2 separate regions of the Mus musculus genome follow, and region 2 is linked to region 1. Evidence: chromatin contacts called from public promoter capture Hi-C data. All regions are on one chromosome and are shown on one strand. The core of a region is the stretch at or near the end of the contact, and the rest is flanking DNA. Distances in the headings are between cores, read along the strand shown.

What was found. Promoter capture Hi-C pulls out the DNA fragments that hold promoters and counts their contacts.
Region 2: a contact with region 1 is called in a promoter capture Hi-C map of 3T3-L1-derived adipocytes, with 4 times the contacts expected there. The contact joins the enhancer-like site here to the promoter of Mir205hg in region 1. A contact is called at or near these places in 5 of 39 promoter capture datasets (the 3T3-L1 cell line, 3T3-L1-derived adipocytes, liver and 1 more) and 1 of 115 datasets of contacts at active chromatin or transcription factors (pancreatic cancer cells).

Annotation. Positions count from the first base shown.
Region 1 is chr1:193,507,006-193,514,823 of GRCm38.p6, forward strand. It overlaps Mir205hg (Mir205 host gene), which reads right to left and starts at 3,205. Exons shown (of 3, transcript NR_166150.1): 1 at 2,720-3,205; 2 at 1,730-1,894. It overlaps Mir205 (microRNA 205), which reads right to left and starts at 525; the gene lies at 458-525.
Region 2 is chr1:194,646,263-194,654,080 of GRCm38.p6, forward strand. Plxna2 (plexin A2) reads left to right here. Exons shown (of 32, transcript NM_008882.2): 3 at 3,194-3,376. Among named protein-coding and RNA genes, the nearest start is that of Plxna2, 30 kb to the left of the region's middle. Within about 2 kb of position 4,014, at least 12 of the 459 cell types and tissues checked have an H3K27ac peak or open chromatin away from gene starts, as enhancers often do. A contact at or near this core is called in 3T3-L1-derived adipocytes, where this site is marked.

The DNA.
Region 1 (7,818 bases), core at 1,955-4,454:
TAATGGGGATTTCCTCCCCAGTTCTGTAGGTCTTACTGGCACTGTGGAGAGTCTGAGGGCAATAGGGTCCCTGGCTGGTTGCAAATGATGTCCCAGCTACCTGCCTGGAAACCCTAGGGAGAGAGGGAGGCAGGGAGGCAGCAGGACTTCCTTGAGTTTATCTGGGATTTAAGCCTGCAGGGTGCAGGTTTAAGATACTGATAACATAGGGCAGAGAGGCAGGAGGGCGTGTCAGCAGATAGGCAACTTTTAATTTTGCAAGTTACAGAAAAATACACATTTCCGAAGCATTGGTTTTAGGAAGAAAGGCCACACAGCAATCACTGGCAGTGTGCTCTTGCCTGCCACTGCCACCCCTCTGCAAAAGCACACGCTGCAGGTGCTTTTAGTGACTGTATTTTTGCAGAATGCCTCTGTTCAAATGCTGTGCTTCAGTCCACCGCTGGCAGCTCCATGCCTCCTGAGCTTCACTCCACTGAAATCTGGTTGGCATAAGACAGACTCCGGTGGAATGAAGGACAAGAGGACCCATGGATTGTCTGGGGCTGTTTGTCTACTAAGCCTCCTCGTGTAGTGCTGTGTGACCTGAAGGAGACCTTCAGGATCCTGCAACCCCACTCTTACAGGACCTGAATACCTGTATTCATTCATTCAGGACCTGGTGAGGACCTGAATACTCAAACCCTCAAGCATTCATGTTCCCACCTCAGAGTACTCTGGGTGGTATAGCCAATGTTGTGTGTGGGGCTGGACTCTAGGTAGTTTCTTGCCCATGAAGGGCCATCCCAGATAAATCCAAGTGGAGTCTCCATTCTGTATACCTAGTTAGGATGCTGGCTCTCCTCTTCAATGAGTGTTCCATACCAGAGCTAGGTATGTTGGTGATATCTAGAGAAAGCACACTTTCTTTCATTTTGTACCAAAAGGTGGAATACAGGGGAGCAGGTATTCTTCTGAAAAAGCAGCATGAACAGCCCAGTTCAGGCCTGGATGCTGGTGTGTAATCAGGATAAGCGGAGGACAGTGACTCTGCTCGTCTGCATAAACAGGAACAGGCCTGTTTATGGGGCCAGTGGGTGGTGAAGGGAAGAATTCTTGATCCTCTCCCCATAGCTGGGGAAGCATAGTCTGGGAAAGTCAGTCTTTAATGACTATATATCTTTCCCCAGATCTGCACAGAATTAGTAAATGGCTTCTCTAAGGAGCCTAGGGTGGTAGTCAAGGGAGGGAGGCCAGCATATAACTGGCTTTCAGAGACTGAGCTACACTGAGAGGCCATGTAATACCTGTGGACTTTCTGTCCCTGCCCAAAAGAAAATGCTCACCAAGCAGGAGCTTTGCAGGGTTGCATTGGCCTCTTTGCTTTGTTCAGACATGTCTGCTGCTCAGTGTAAGCCTCATAAAAGGCTGCTCTAAGCAGAGACAAGCAGACAGGGTGGGTAGGGCTGGCCTACCTTGTTTGGAATACTTTCTTCTTCCTGGGCTTGTTCTGACCTGACAAAGAGGCTCCACCTCTCCCATCTAGCCCCCAGGCCATCAGGCCTCTGAGAAAGACTCTTAAACAAAAGCAGGGATTTCTAGCTATGGTTAGGGAAGAATCCCACTTTCCTGGGTCCAAACTAAGGCACCTTTCTCAGGGTGTGCACAGGCACACTAGAAGGCAGGGTGCTGAGTGCAGAGAGCAAGAGGTTCTGTGAATCTTCTGTTCAGTCTCTTAGCGAATACTTACTGAGTTATCAAGACCACAGAAGCCCCCACACCACCTCTGACCCACTTCCTATCAAAGGGGAGAGAGACACAGGTCTGTTGGCTCTGACCAAGGAAGGCAGGAGACTGTGGGAGGTAGTTCTGGGTTGGAAGGAGTCTTGGCTTCTTGTGGAATTTCAGCTCAGTTCTGAAAACAAAAAGGTCATCATTAGGTCTCTGTCCAAGCTCCCCTTACCCAACTCTTAAGGAAGCCCATCAGATTCCTCAAGTCCACAATTGGACTCATCCTTATTTGAGATCTTGATCCTCCCAGTGGAATCCAGAGAAGAAAAGGCTTGATAGCGCTAACAGGCCATATGAAAGGGTAGGGCGGAGGCAGCTCAGGAAAGTCTTGCCTCCCCTCATAACATCCCTCTGTTCCTGCAGACCAGACCTGCTGCTGCTGTAAGAAGAGTTGATCTACAACCTGGAAACTTATACCTGATACACTCTGCATATCATGTCTAGTATTCAGGTTCTCCCACTCAGCAGGCCTTTACCAATGCAATCTCCAGTGATGTGTCTTGTCTAGTTACAGTATTGGGTTGGGTCAGAGAACCAACAAGGCTCATGTTGGGCTAGAGTTTTAGCCAGTGATTGCTCTTCCAGGGGCCTTCAGGGCTGTGCCCTAAATGTCTTAAAAACCCATCTTGCACTTAAGAACCTCAGAAGGGAAGCAGGTCTTGCATGCGCTGCTAAGTACCCTAGGACTAGGCAGTGGGTACACATTCCTCTAGTCAAGTCAGTCCCCAGGAAGCTCGACAGAATTGCTGTGTTGGTATTCAGCTGCCTGGCACCCACTTCCATTATCATCAAGATTAACACCCAACAGCTCAGAAATTCCCCGGAAAACAAAGAAAGAAGTTGATACTTGATTTCCAGTGAAGCCCGCCTTCCACTCTTCCCTCTGGCCCTATGCATGATCCTGAGGATCAAGACACTCACCCGCCCAAACCGGAGATTTCAGACTCACCTGCAAGTACATGGGAGTACCTATACCTTCGGATATCAGGCTCAGCTTTGCCTTTGATGCAAAATAATACTTTTTTTTTGGGGGGGGGGGTTCTAAAGAGAGTACCAAGCTGGAGGATGGTTAGAGAATCCTGGGGAAAAGAAACCAAACCAAAACGAACAAAAAAACAAAACAAAACAAAGCAAAACAACAACAATAAAGAATTTTTAAGTCTTGGGAAAGTCTTTTACCCTCAAGAATTGAGGACTAGAAGAGGTGGCACATGCTCTATAGGGTGCTCAGCTCAGCGGCCTGGGCAGAGAAGTTGCTCCTGGAGAAAGAGACACGTGGTCCTCTCTTTAGTAAAAGACAATAGGAAAGTAGGAGAAAGTGGCAGAGAGGGGGCTAAAGGAAGCTGGAAAGAGAGGGGGTGGAGTGCAGAGGCTCAGCTAAATAGAGCTTGGCCACAGACAATAAAAGAGAAACTGGTTTTTCTAAGGCAGGGGTGAGGAGGCGGCACCGGTCTCTCTATTTATGCACCTCTCAGCCAAGTTTCCAGTTACCTGCTGAGCCCAACCAATGAAGACAGGACTTGGCTGCTGGATCCGCCTCCAAGAACCACACCTCTGGGGGTGGGACGTGCTTGCAGAGGCCTTTCTGAATTCAAACCTTTTTCTCTCATTGTTTCTGTAGTCAGGTGGGGGTCTCCCTCTGCCCAGAGCAAGAAGACGCAGGTTATCTTAGCCTTGGGCTGAAGCTCCAGCCCCCCCAATAGTAGAGGGCAAGGACCTTTCAGATCTTAATCTGGGTCATGGAGGCTGTTCATGTGTGTGTGTGTGTCCACATGCTTACATCCATACGGAGCTGTGTAGGGAGCAGGAATCAAAGTCCTTTCGCACCTTTAGCCCAGTACCTGTCCATTCATCTATGTGGTGCTGCAGGAAGAGGTCGGAGGAGGGACAGAGCCTCAGGGACCTTGTGACTTATCCTGGTTTTATAACCCAAGAGGCCTCACTTCCCTTTCTTTCCTTAGAGGAAGGGCCTCTGCTGTGTGAGGGAGTTGGGAGGACAGAAGGAACTGGGGAAGAAGCTGTTAGTTCTACCTCCCACCTCGCTTCACCTCCATGCATCCATTCCCCCCTCCCCCTCTCCTTGTCCCTCCTCCTTCCTTAGCACTGCTCCTGCTCCCTTTTGCCTAGTTTTCCTGGAGGACATGGGATATAGAAGTCTCTTTAAATGAATCCTAGAAGTTTGGTGTCTTTTGTTTGTTCTCAAAGTAGACCCTTTCTGGGCAAAAGCAGAGTCCTCCCCTTTCAGGAGAGTAAGGAACCGCAGAACACAGTATGCAGAGCATATTGGTCTGTTCCAGAGCCACTCGGAGAACCTGCTGCAAATCTTCTTTGCCACCTGCTAACTCCAACCTCTTCCCACAGCTAGGGAAGGAGGCTTATAATGCTTATGAGGCACACTTCTATAGCTAGTATTAAGTCAAGATGTGTGCCTACCCAGACCTATGTGGCTTCACTGACTCATACAAAGTCTCCCAGAATATAACTCTCACTGCCTTTTGTCAGTTCTTGCTCACTGTGCCTTCTTCCTATGCCTTTCTTTTCCCCATTTCATCCATTCACTCACTGAGCAGCTCATCCCAGCAGGGGATACTCTGTATCCTTTGAGTTCATCTTTTAGGCTCTCCCAACTAGATACACCTAGATACAAGTGAACAGTCATAGAAACAGATTAATACAATGCAATGAGCATCCCCTAAAGGAAACATTCCCCTTCCATTGCTAAGAGTCTGGGAAGGGTCCACAGAGAAGGTTCCTTTGAACTGAATCTGAGAGGATAGCCAGAAAAGGTTTGGGAGCTGTTTGAATTAACCCTCCCTAGGAAGGAGACCTCCTAAGGGTTTAGAGCTACCCTGAGGTATGGAGAGGCAGCATAGGCCTGAGGCCCATGAAGGGCAGGGCCTATGAGTGTTTTCTGTAGGAGGTAGCCATGTCCCAAGTCTTAAAGGAAATGAATGGCAAGAGCTGTTTCTCAGAAGCATAGGACTTGAAGACAGTTAAATAACTGTTGAAGAGTGTGACTGTCCCCAGAATATGGGGGAATGAGGTTCAGGAGAGACTAGGCCAAAAGGACAAACATAAACCCTGTTGATCTCAAATCTCTCCTTTCCAGTTGTCATCTTTGATCCCCTAAATGTGGTGAGAAATAGAATTAATTTGCATTTGGCTAGGGTCTCGACTATTCTTTTCCAGCTTCTGGAAGTGTGGGACACACCCAGTGGTGACTCTGCTGGAAGCTACCTGTCTTCCACTCCTAAGTCTAGTTCTTTGACCCAGAAGCCTGGAGTGCCTTCCTCCCCTACTACCAAATCCAGGTTTCTAAGAGGCGTTACTTTCCCGGACACTCTAAGATCATGCTGGGTGGGTAGAAAATAGAAAGGAATTTGGGGGCTGAGTGGGAGTGGTCTGGGGCTCCCTCCCATCTCTACTTCAGTGTTTCCATGGTAACAATAATTTGTTCTTGTATGTCACTTTTTGTTTTGTGTGCTGTCTGTTTTTTTGGCTCTCATTTCTCTTTTTCCTGAACACACCCAAGCCTGAAGCTCTCTACAGTTAGAAATCTTTGGCCCCCTGTGTGGCTCATTTCTGGGAGGATGCCGCATTTCTCTGCTGGTTCTTCCAGTTCTGTGCCTTGCCCATAGTAGAGCTTGTAATAGGTCTTTCTGAATTACTGAATGTTGATCATAAGCCCATCTAATTTTCCACCTGGAGGTTCTGCTAAAACTGTGGTAGTGTTGCCTAAAGTAGAGTCTGGGGTTCAAGGAACCCCCACTGTGCTCCATTGGGAGAGGAGCATAAGGGTTAGCTTGACATGCCATGTTCTCAGGAAGCTGCAGCAGATAGCAGGGTGTGGCCTGGAAGGTGAGTTCCCTCCCAGCCCCTGGGTGCTTAGAGTCTGCAAGCAGGCATGATCATGCTGCTGCTTCCAGCCCTGTGTTCCTTTCTGGGATCCAGAAAGGAAACGTGTAAGTATAAAAGCTGGGAATATGTGGTTCATCTGCAGCGATGGACATAGAAAACAAAACAACAGCCCAAATGAGGTATGAGGTTTGAGCTTGCACGTAACTTCACTGAACTCAGGACTGCAATTGTGACATGACTGTAAGAAGACAAGGTCTTTCTCTGATTGCATGCTTAGAAATAGGAGACAGGGACTGCGGTGTGGCTCAGGGATAGCGTGCTTGCCTTGCATGTTCAAGACCCTAGTTCTAGTCACAGTATGGTGAAAACAAAGATGAAAGAAAAGAAACAAAGGAGGAAAGGACGAAGGGAAGGAAAAAGACAAAAAAGGAGGGCTAAGGATGTAGTTCAGTTGGTAGACTAATATGTACAAGGCCTTCATTGAAAAACCTGGACGCACAGAAACACAGACACATACAGACATAGAAATACACATAGACACACACACACACACACACAAACAAGCACTGACACACAGACATAGACAATCAGACAGACACACACAAACATAGAGACAGAGACACACATACAAACAAAAATACAGACATACACAGACAGACAGACACACAGAGACACATACACAGACACCCTCATACACACAGAGATACAGACACATGTACAGAAACATAAACATAGACACACACAAACACACACAGAGACACACACACACACACACACACACACACACAAATACAAATATACCTCTAGGGATGTAGCTCAGCAAGTGGAAAGGAAGGAAGATGAAATCAGAAATAAAAGTGATGGCAGTCCTGCTCATGCAGTGAGGGTAGGGAGTCTCAGTTCTATTACCTTCAACTGTGGCCTTTGCATTTTAAAAGCAGAATCAATCAAACTAGAAAACAAGATTCATGTGTGTAGGAAGGTGAATGGCCTGGGAACAGGCCGCCTCCAGAGGGTAGATTAAGAAGCTGGGTGCTTAGGCAACAGGAGTATGACTTGGAGCCAGATGATGTAGAATATGATGGACATTTAAAAACCACAACCTCATGCCACATAGAAAAGGTTGCTTTGTCCTTTGTGGCCTCTTGGGTAGCAATAGGGCAGTTCATATATTCCCAGATGCCCAGATGTAAGCAAAGAGGCAACCATAGTAACAGATAAGTTCATTCATTGTTCCTGAGGGATGTCTCTATCCATGCAGCCAGCAAAGGCCGGCAGTGTCATGAGCACCCACCCTGCCCATGTGGCCCCACCAGGACTGCAGGACGCCTGTCTCAACAGCGGCCTGCACCTCCTGAAGAGGTCCAATCATTTCCCTCCTCCTGGAATGAACTTCCCTGCTAAGCCTGAGTAAGGCTGTGCAAACAGAAACAGAGATGGGGTGAGTCTCCAGCAGTCAAGCCTGCACTGGTTCCAGAGGCCACGCCCCCACCCTACACTGGCGCCCCCACCCTGCACTGCCCTCTGGCTTCTGAGAGCCGATGTCATACATGAGACTGCAGTAAACAGTTCTCCACTGCATAGTGAGCTGCTTCTTTGAAAAGAAGGCTCTGGACTCCCAGCACCTTTGAAATACAGCCATGAGGGTCTAAGAAACTGGGGTCTGGATGAGTTCAAGACCTGGAGTTTGCCTTGCAGCTCTGTCCTTCACATCCCTGCTTTCTCTAGCGTGCACCAGACCAAGATTCTTAGGAGCTGTGGCCCGATGATACTTTCCTCCTATGAGGACCCCACTGCCATTCCACCCAACCTTCTGCCTCTAGGGTGTGGCTACAGGCCGTCATTTCCTGAGATGGGCTTGTTCTCGCAGCATGCAGGGGAGGCAGGCAGGCTGGAGCCTGCCCTGTTTACACTATTCTTTGCTGGTCCTTTCTTCAGAGGCTGTCCTGGCTTTGCAGCTTAGAAGAACCCACTAAGACCACCCACCCCTGCTGATGACAGAGAGAGGCCTAGGGGCCTAGAAGCACTTCAGGATAGAGCCAGCTGGGATTACTCTATTCTGCATGCTCTGTGCTCTTTTTTTCCCCTCTTTTACAGTAGAGCAGGCATGTGCAGGTGTGTTTGCTAGGCAACACGCCACCGTTGAGCTACATTCCTAGCCCTCCTTTCTACTTCTCATTTTGAGACAGG
Region 2 (7,818 bases), core at 2,764-5,263, 1.1 Mb after region 1:
TTAATATAGCTCTTCATGTTGTAGTGACCACCAACCATAAAATTATTTTGTTTCTACTTCATAGCTTAATTTTGCTACTGTTACAAATTGTAATGTAAATATCTAACATGCAGTGTATCTGATTTGTAACTCCAAAGGGGTTATGACCTACATGTTGAGAACTACTGCCTTATAGGAAACAACTCTTTTTCTTGTCATCACTTGGGGTAATACCATTTCAAGCACCAAAATAATAGGATGTGCAAAATGTTGGTCTCCCTGGTTACCTATAGTAAAAGGACCCCAGAGGTAGAAGCTAAAGATGCTTTAGTGACTTTTGAGAAATTTAAAAATCAATGAGAAGCCATGGCCCCAAACTTTAACATAGTTTGTGGACTAACATGTAATTCTCGGGTATAAGATTTGAATATTGCTTCCACAAAAAGCGTGAGAAAGGGACCCAACACTCCAAGAATATCAGTTACATGTGAAGGGCTGTTTTGAGCAATTTATTACCTCACTATATCCATAGAAAGTAAATCACTAGTTATCATACCTTTTGTAGATAGAAAAACCAAAGCCTCACTGGTTAATAAACTGCTTAAATTCATATGACTGAACTAGAAATCAGAAAAACCCACAGTTGACAGCAAGAGCTTTTCACTCCTGCCATCATGTCTCAGAAACTGGTTTAGGTTACAACTCTGTAGGTCTCCCAGCCTCTGGAAAAGTAGTGGGAAACACTGAAACCATGAAAGCAAACTATAAAGTGTTTTGACAAAGACCTGACTCAACTCTTATTTTATAGATGGAAAAAACTAAGGCCCAGTGATGGCATGTAACAATAAAGATATGCAGCTAATATGGTAAGGACAGGGCTAAAATTAAGATTACCTAACTACTTACAGAACAAGAGTGAGAAAGAGACAGCCAGGGTAGAGAACAGTGACTAGTAGCTGCCTGTTTGGCACTGCCCAGTAGCATCCAGGAATAAGCAGCTGACTTCATACAACAGAGGAAGAGGAGAGCCCTGGTCTACAGCACTTGGCAATTCCCATGGTGTAAACACTGCCATGGAGGATGACAGCAATGACTGTAGATGCACACATAGACGTCTCTCACAAGCTGGCACTAGTATACCATGGCTTCTTCCCTTCCAAGCTACAGTGTGGAATCTCTGCCACCAGAATTCATAGTCATTCTTACTCTAAATCTTGGTGTTCTTTCCTGTGAGTGCTTATGCTTGTGTTTAGAACCAGTATTCTTGCCAGTAGTAGGAGTAGCAGCTGTCCACAAGTACCAAGATCACAGAGACCTGACCTGGTTCCTCTCAGAACTGAGGAGGGAACACAAGACTGAGAAAAAAAAATGTATGCTAGTTTATTAACCAATTTTTCCGAGGAAATGAAGCATCAGATTTCTCCTCCCCGAAGAAGATATTTTAAAAAAAAAAAATCAAGGTTGAAGGAAGCTTCTATTCTGCTCACAGCTATATCTTTTGTTTCCTGGAAGCTTTTTCCAGACCAGGATGCAACAGCTCCCATAGCACTCAGGGTCTTTTCTGGTCCAGAATCTGTGGCCTTAACTGCAAGATTTCATGCTGGACAGTTAGCTGGCATGTCTTGGAGCATCAAAGCACAGTCTCATGCTAGGCTCTATGCAACCCTTATCCTTAAGAGTCATGCAGTTCCCTCCCACCTATTTTCTTCCCGCTCAGAGAGAGGGAATGAGGGAATAAGGGAGAGAGAGAGGCAGAGAGAGACTGGCTGGACCTACTGTGGTCTTTTGAAACTTGAAAGCCCACCCCTGGTGATATACCTCCCCCAGTGCCACACTTCCTAATCCTTCCTGAACAGTTCACCAACTAGGAATCAAACATCCAAGTATATAAGCCTATGGTGTGTGTGGGGGGGGGGAGATTAACATTCAAAGCACAACACTATCCATCCAATTCTTCCTTTGACAGCTTCAAAAGCGGATGTTGTAGACCACAGTGGAATCAGTCAGGACACAGGATGGGAATGAGTCTTTTCATTCTCTGCACAGCAAGTTTTCTCACTTATTCAAGACAGCCTTCTTTCACAGTGACTCAGTTCCTCCTTGCCCACCTCTAATCCCTTCAAAGTTTGATATAAGAGGAAATCTCTTTGAACACCTATAATGTGCAAGAGATAGTGACACATATCAATAAAAGTCTTTTACATACACTGTTTCATTTAATCCTCTATAGTTCTTTCCAAAGTGGTAGGGGATATATCATTCCAAATGAAAAATCTAATATAGATTAGAGTTTCCATCACAGCTTGGTGGTACAGGCCTGTAATCTCAGCTACTGGGGAGGCTAACTCAAGAGGATTACATGTTCAAGCTCTGCCTGGGCAATTTAGTGAGACCTGTCTCAAAAAGTTTTTAAAAAGGACTGAGGAAATAGCTTGGTGACAGAGGACTTGTCTAGCATTCAAAAGACCCCAGATTCACCCCCCAGAACTACAAAGATGGAAGGAAGAAAAGAAGGAAGGAGGGAAGGAAGGAAGGAAGGAAGGAAGGAAGGAAGGAAGGAAGGAAGGAAGAAATCCCAAAGCAAAAGATGATATCCAATATTACCATGATGCTTACCATATGCCCCTCGGATGGTAGGTAGGTAGTAGTTATAGTTCAGTGGCTTAAAATTCCTCATGCCTCAAGGAAAAACACTCTACAGCCCAAGAAACACTAGTTTGCTCAAAGAACAAACAGGTAACCTCTCTGCCTGTAGAATCTTACAATGTTGCCTTTAGGCTGAATATCCTTTGAGGGAATCCTGTCTAAAATAGACAGATCTGCACAGTCTGACTTGGTCTAAGGGGACATGAAAAGAACCAGAAGGTGAGTTCAAGCAGTCGGCTTTATGACTTGAGCCTGACTTTCCTGGCAGAAAGGTAAAAAGTAGACACATGGTTCTTTCTGAGAGAGTAAAGATGGCTAATCATTCACAATCTGGTCCCATGGGAGTCAAGATTGCCTATGTGAGCCATGTTAGATCCTTCCTTCCAGACCTGAACCTCTCTGAGGCCTGGTGTCCTCAGGATGACAGCAGTGGGTGGGAGCCATGTTAGATCCTTCCTTCCAGACCTGAGGTCTGGTGTCCTCAGGATGACAGCAGTGGGTGGGTAGTCTAAAGTGATCCTTCTACTGTTTCAATGTGATTTACTCCAGTTTTTTCCTGTCCTTCCAGCCTGTCCCAATCGATGATAACTTCTGCGGCCTGGACATCAACCAGCCTCTGGGAGGCTCCACTCCTGTGGAGGGACTGACCCTGTATACCACCAGCAGGGACCGCCTGACCTCTGTGGCCTCCTATGTTTACAATGGCTACAGTGTGGTTTTTGTGGGGACTAAGAGTGGCAAGCTGAAGAAGGTAAGAGTTGGGGGCCTGGCGTCTTCAGTTAAGGGACTCATCTTGGAGGTAGTGATCAATGGAGACTTAACTATAGTCAGCTTCTTGTTTTCTTAAGGGAAGGGAATGGAAGAAAAGATAGGGTTCCATTCTGTGGTTTATCTTTTAATTGTTTCCTCCAGTCACCCATCAGTGAATACCTAGGAAACACAAATGTATTTCAGTGTTGCCAGACATTGAGATATTGGGAAGGTATTTTTCCTGAAGAGTTAATTCCCAAATTAAGTAGAACTTTTGTTGTTTGTTTAGATGTTGTTGTTGTTGTCCACACTGTGAATCATATGTACTACAACTCCTACCTGTGACCCAGATATTGTTTATAAACTGAAAGTAGTTGGTTAGAGCAGGTTTTGGGTCCTAAGAGCTTTAATGGTGGATGCTGGCCTCAGGTACACGATTGGTGCCTAGGGACAAGGTCATTTACCTACCTTTCCATTGAGGAGAGTCATGTAGAGTGCCCTCCCCACTTTCTTACCCAATTCTCAGCAGCCAGCAGGAAGGCAACATCTTCCAAGACTCCTTGTGCAACTGTACAAGCTGGAGGGAAGAAGCTGTCTGGGACTGGCAACAATGGGGCCCTCTAGTGAGGGAGGCTGAAGCCAGTAACTTGTACCTGCTTGTTGAGTGCTTAGGGTGTGGAGAAGGAGCAGAGTCTGGTTCATTATGTGGGATTATAGTAGCTACATTCTTAGTCCCTACTAATCCCCTTTTCCCTGCAAGCTTGCTCTCCTGCAACTCCTCACTATTCCTGGCACCTGTGAATCAAGGCACAGGCACGATTTTGCTGCACCTTATCCTTTGATGTTGACATTACCAGGCTTCCTTCTCCTAATCCATTTAGAGCCCTGGGAGGTTGTTGTTGGGGAGTGTGGAAGAAGAGATCTGGGAGAGAATATGAGGGAGAATTTCCATTTTCTTCTTGTTCAGATTTGCTGTAGAGAAAGTGGAAAGAACTAGTCTGAATTATGAGAAGATAGAGGACTTTCCAAACTTCTCTGGTCTTTGGAATTCCAAATCCCTTTGACCCTTTCTTTGCTCTTGGGAAATGTTCCTACTTGTTTCTCTCTTGCACCAATACTCTGCCCCACAGCTATGGACCTGACTTGGCTTTAGCATGTGGAAGAGAGGGTGAGCGAGGTCTTATCGTTTGCTTGCCTAAGCTGGGGCAGGCAGGAGTCATTCCCTGAGATTTGTTCACTGAGAGAGGAGTTACTCCCTGAAGTTGGGAAGTAGTATACTCTGCTAGTCACATCTCTGCTTAGATTGCCAGAGTCTTTCTACCTCCTTGCTTAGCAAGGTTCCCATCATCCAGCTGGGTGCATTTGCCTGACACATGGGACTTGGACAAGGGGGAAAGTTCGAATATCACCTAAGCAATCCTCAGCAGGCCATGTGCCATGTTCTTAGACATCTGCCCTATGAGGCTTCTATTTCTAATGTCTATCAAAGGCAGTGTCTTTCTCTAAAATTGTACAGAGGTGTCTGTGGGGTGGCAGAAGTGGCTGCTAGGCTAGTAAGGAACTTACCCATTGTTCCCTCACTTGTAGTTGCTGGTCTGGACTCTGTCTCCTTTACTCTTTTGGGAGTCCTATTAAAGGATAGACTGTTTATACTAATTCTCTTTAAGTCCATCACCAAAGTTTCACTGTAGGTTAAGCCTAACAAAGTAGAACCAGCCCTGCAAAATAGAGCAATTTTCTGAAAAGCCTTGAGATCATCTAGCCCACTACTTTCATTATTCTACCGATACTCAGAGGAGTAACTGATTACGACAAAGAAATAAGGCTAGTTGTTTCTTACCTTGACCCCCAAACTTGTCATTCTTTTTTACTTCAAGAAACAGCTGTGGAACAGTGGTATTGGGGTTGAGTGATTTTCAGATCCAGAGTTGCTACAGAGTTCATTCAGTCAAAGGCTACTGTCTCTACTTTTTCTGGCCTTGGACATAAACTAGGAAATCAGTATTACTATGTAAAAGAAGAATGGCCTACCCAGACCCCAAGGGAACATCTACTGACCCCGCTAGTATTCATGCATCTCACTCATTACATATCTGAGATTGCTTCACACACACACACACACACACACACACACACACACACACAGAGTGGTCCAAGAAGTTTTCTGGGCCTTGTAGGATCTCTAGCAGACTAGTCACTGAGAAGGTAAAAGGTTCAAGGGCAAGGCTGCAGGCATAGCTGCCTACTTCATGTCACAGCTTGTGAGTTGTCTATGACTTTTTACTGTGAGGTGCTGTGCCTTTGGCTGCTTCTATGACCTCATGATATCCCCAGGTTTTCCTCTGAGCAGATCACCCTTTCCTCCACCCACACTACTTTCAGGTACTTGATACCCATACCTAGCTCCTAGCAGCCTCCCACTTACCCAGCCACTTATCCCCACCCTCTCTAGAGAAAAAGCCCATGAAGAATTTATGGAATGTCCCCAGGAAATTCTAGCATGGTTCTGGCTCCATAGCTCTTTCAACACAGGAAGGAAAATAAAGAAAAAATAGCTAAGAGTCAGGCAAGGGGAGGGAATCTGGGTGCGTCAGAGCTACTCACTTCTTCCCTGCCTGGCCAGGCGTCTCCCAGACGATCCAATCCTCATCTACAGAGGCTGGTAGGAACAGGATGTCCCTGAGTGGGGAAGTGAAGAGGAAGTGAACTCACCAAAAAGGGCATAACCACAATGTGATCTTAGGTGCTTATACACATAGGAAGCCCAAAGACCAGGCCCTCCTCTTCTGGTGTACCAGCAGGTGGAACACCGGAAGAGTAGAACTGAGATCTCAAAGCCAAGATATAGTACATGCAGGACTAAGAACTGTTCTTTACATGATGGGAAACACAAGTAAAGCTTCACCACAGGGTGCAACAGCTCAAGCAGTGGGTGTGGGTCTAGTCTTCAAGGTCTCATAATAGAGGAAGAGTACCAGGTTCTGCTTTAAAAGAGTGAATTAGAGCCTGGTATGGCTCTGAGCCCAAAGAGAAACTCAAGAAAAGGATTTAGGATTAGAGTCCAGCCAATTGTATGTTACAAGCTTCATCAAAATCAATTAGTCATCACCATAGAAGCAGAAGAACAGCTTCCAGATCATGAGCAGCATTGACTCCACGTTATGAGGGAGATAATATCATAACAGAGTGTTAAGAAAGCAAGTATGAGATAAACAAGGGCATCAGGGATGTGGGAATCATGCTATGTTAAATGTATTTCTGCAAGGCTGAAAACACAAGGAAAAGAACAAATAAAAAAATAAAGACAGATCTCCAGATAATGCAATTTATTGAGCACCTTTTATGTTCTAGCAACTATTTTAAAACCTTTACATCTACTAACCCCTTGAATTCTAATGTAGCCACTCTGAGGTGGGTACTGTTATCAACTCCATTTTGCAGATGAGACAAGTTTATGTCTAAGCCCAGATTTGATTGTTGACATGCTTAGCCATCAAGCTATGGAAGACAAATTAGGCTTAGTCAATGTGGCCCCAAAGGTTGATATGTAGGAGTTGCTGCTGCAGAACCACCTTTTCTCATAACATAGGGAAGGAGTTGTTATAACCAAACTATCTTACTTGAGGGAATGAATACCTGGTCAATAGATGTATCCAGTAAGAGGTACAGTAGAAAGACTAACTCTAACCTAACCCTAACTTTAGCCCTGCATCTAACTATAGAGTCTCTCCCATGGTGACACTCTTACCCTGAAGACTGACTCCTTCAATGGAACATGAATGTGGTGATTTGAATGAGAATAGCCCCCATAGGCTTATACATTTGAATGCTTGGTCCCTAGTTTGTGGGCTGTTTAGGAAGGATTAGGAGCTGTCACCTTGTTGAAGAAGGTCTGTCACTGGAGGTAGACTTTGAAGTTTTAAAAGTCATATTAAGCCCAGACAGTCTTTCTTTCTTCCTCCATCTTGAGGATAAGATATAAGCTCTCATCCATTGCTCCAGCACTCTGCTTGCCTATCTGCTGCCATACTTACTGTCATGATCATGGACTAACCCTCTGAAACTATAAGCAAGCTGCCAATTAAATGTTTCCTTTGATGAGATGCCTTGATCATGGTGTCTCATCACAGCAATAGAACAGTATCTAAGACACTGTGACAATGGAAGACAGGCTATAGCAGATTATTGTTGGGAGCCGCGCCCACATTCGCCGTTACAAGATGGCGCTGACAGCTGTGTTCTAAGTGGTAAACAAATAATCTGCGCATGTGCCGAGGGTGGTTCTTCACTCCATGTGCTCTGCCTTCCCCGTGACGTCAACTCGGCCGATGGGCTGCAGCCAATCAGGGAGTGACACGTCCTAGGCGAAGGAGAATTCTCTTTAATAGGGACGGGGTTTCGTTTTCTCTCTCTCTTGCTTCTCTCTCTCTTGCTTCTTGCGCT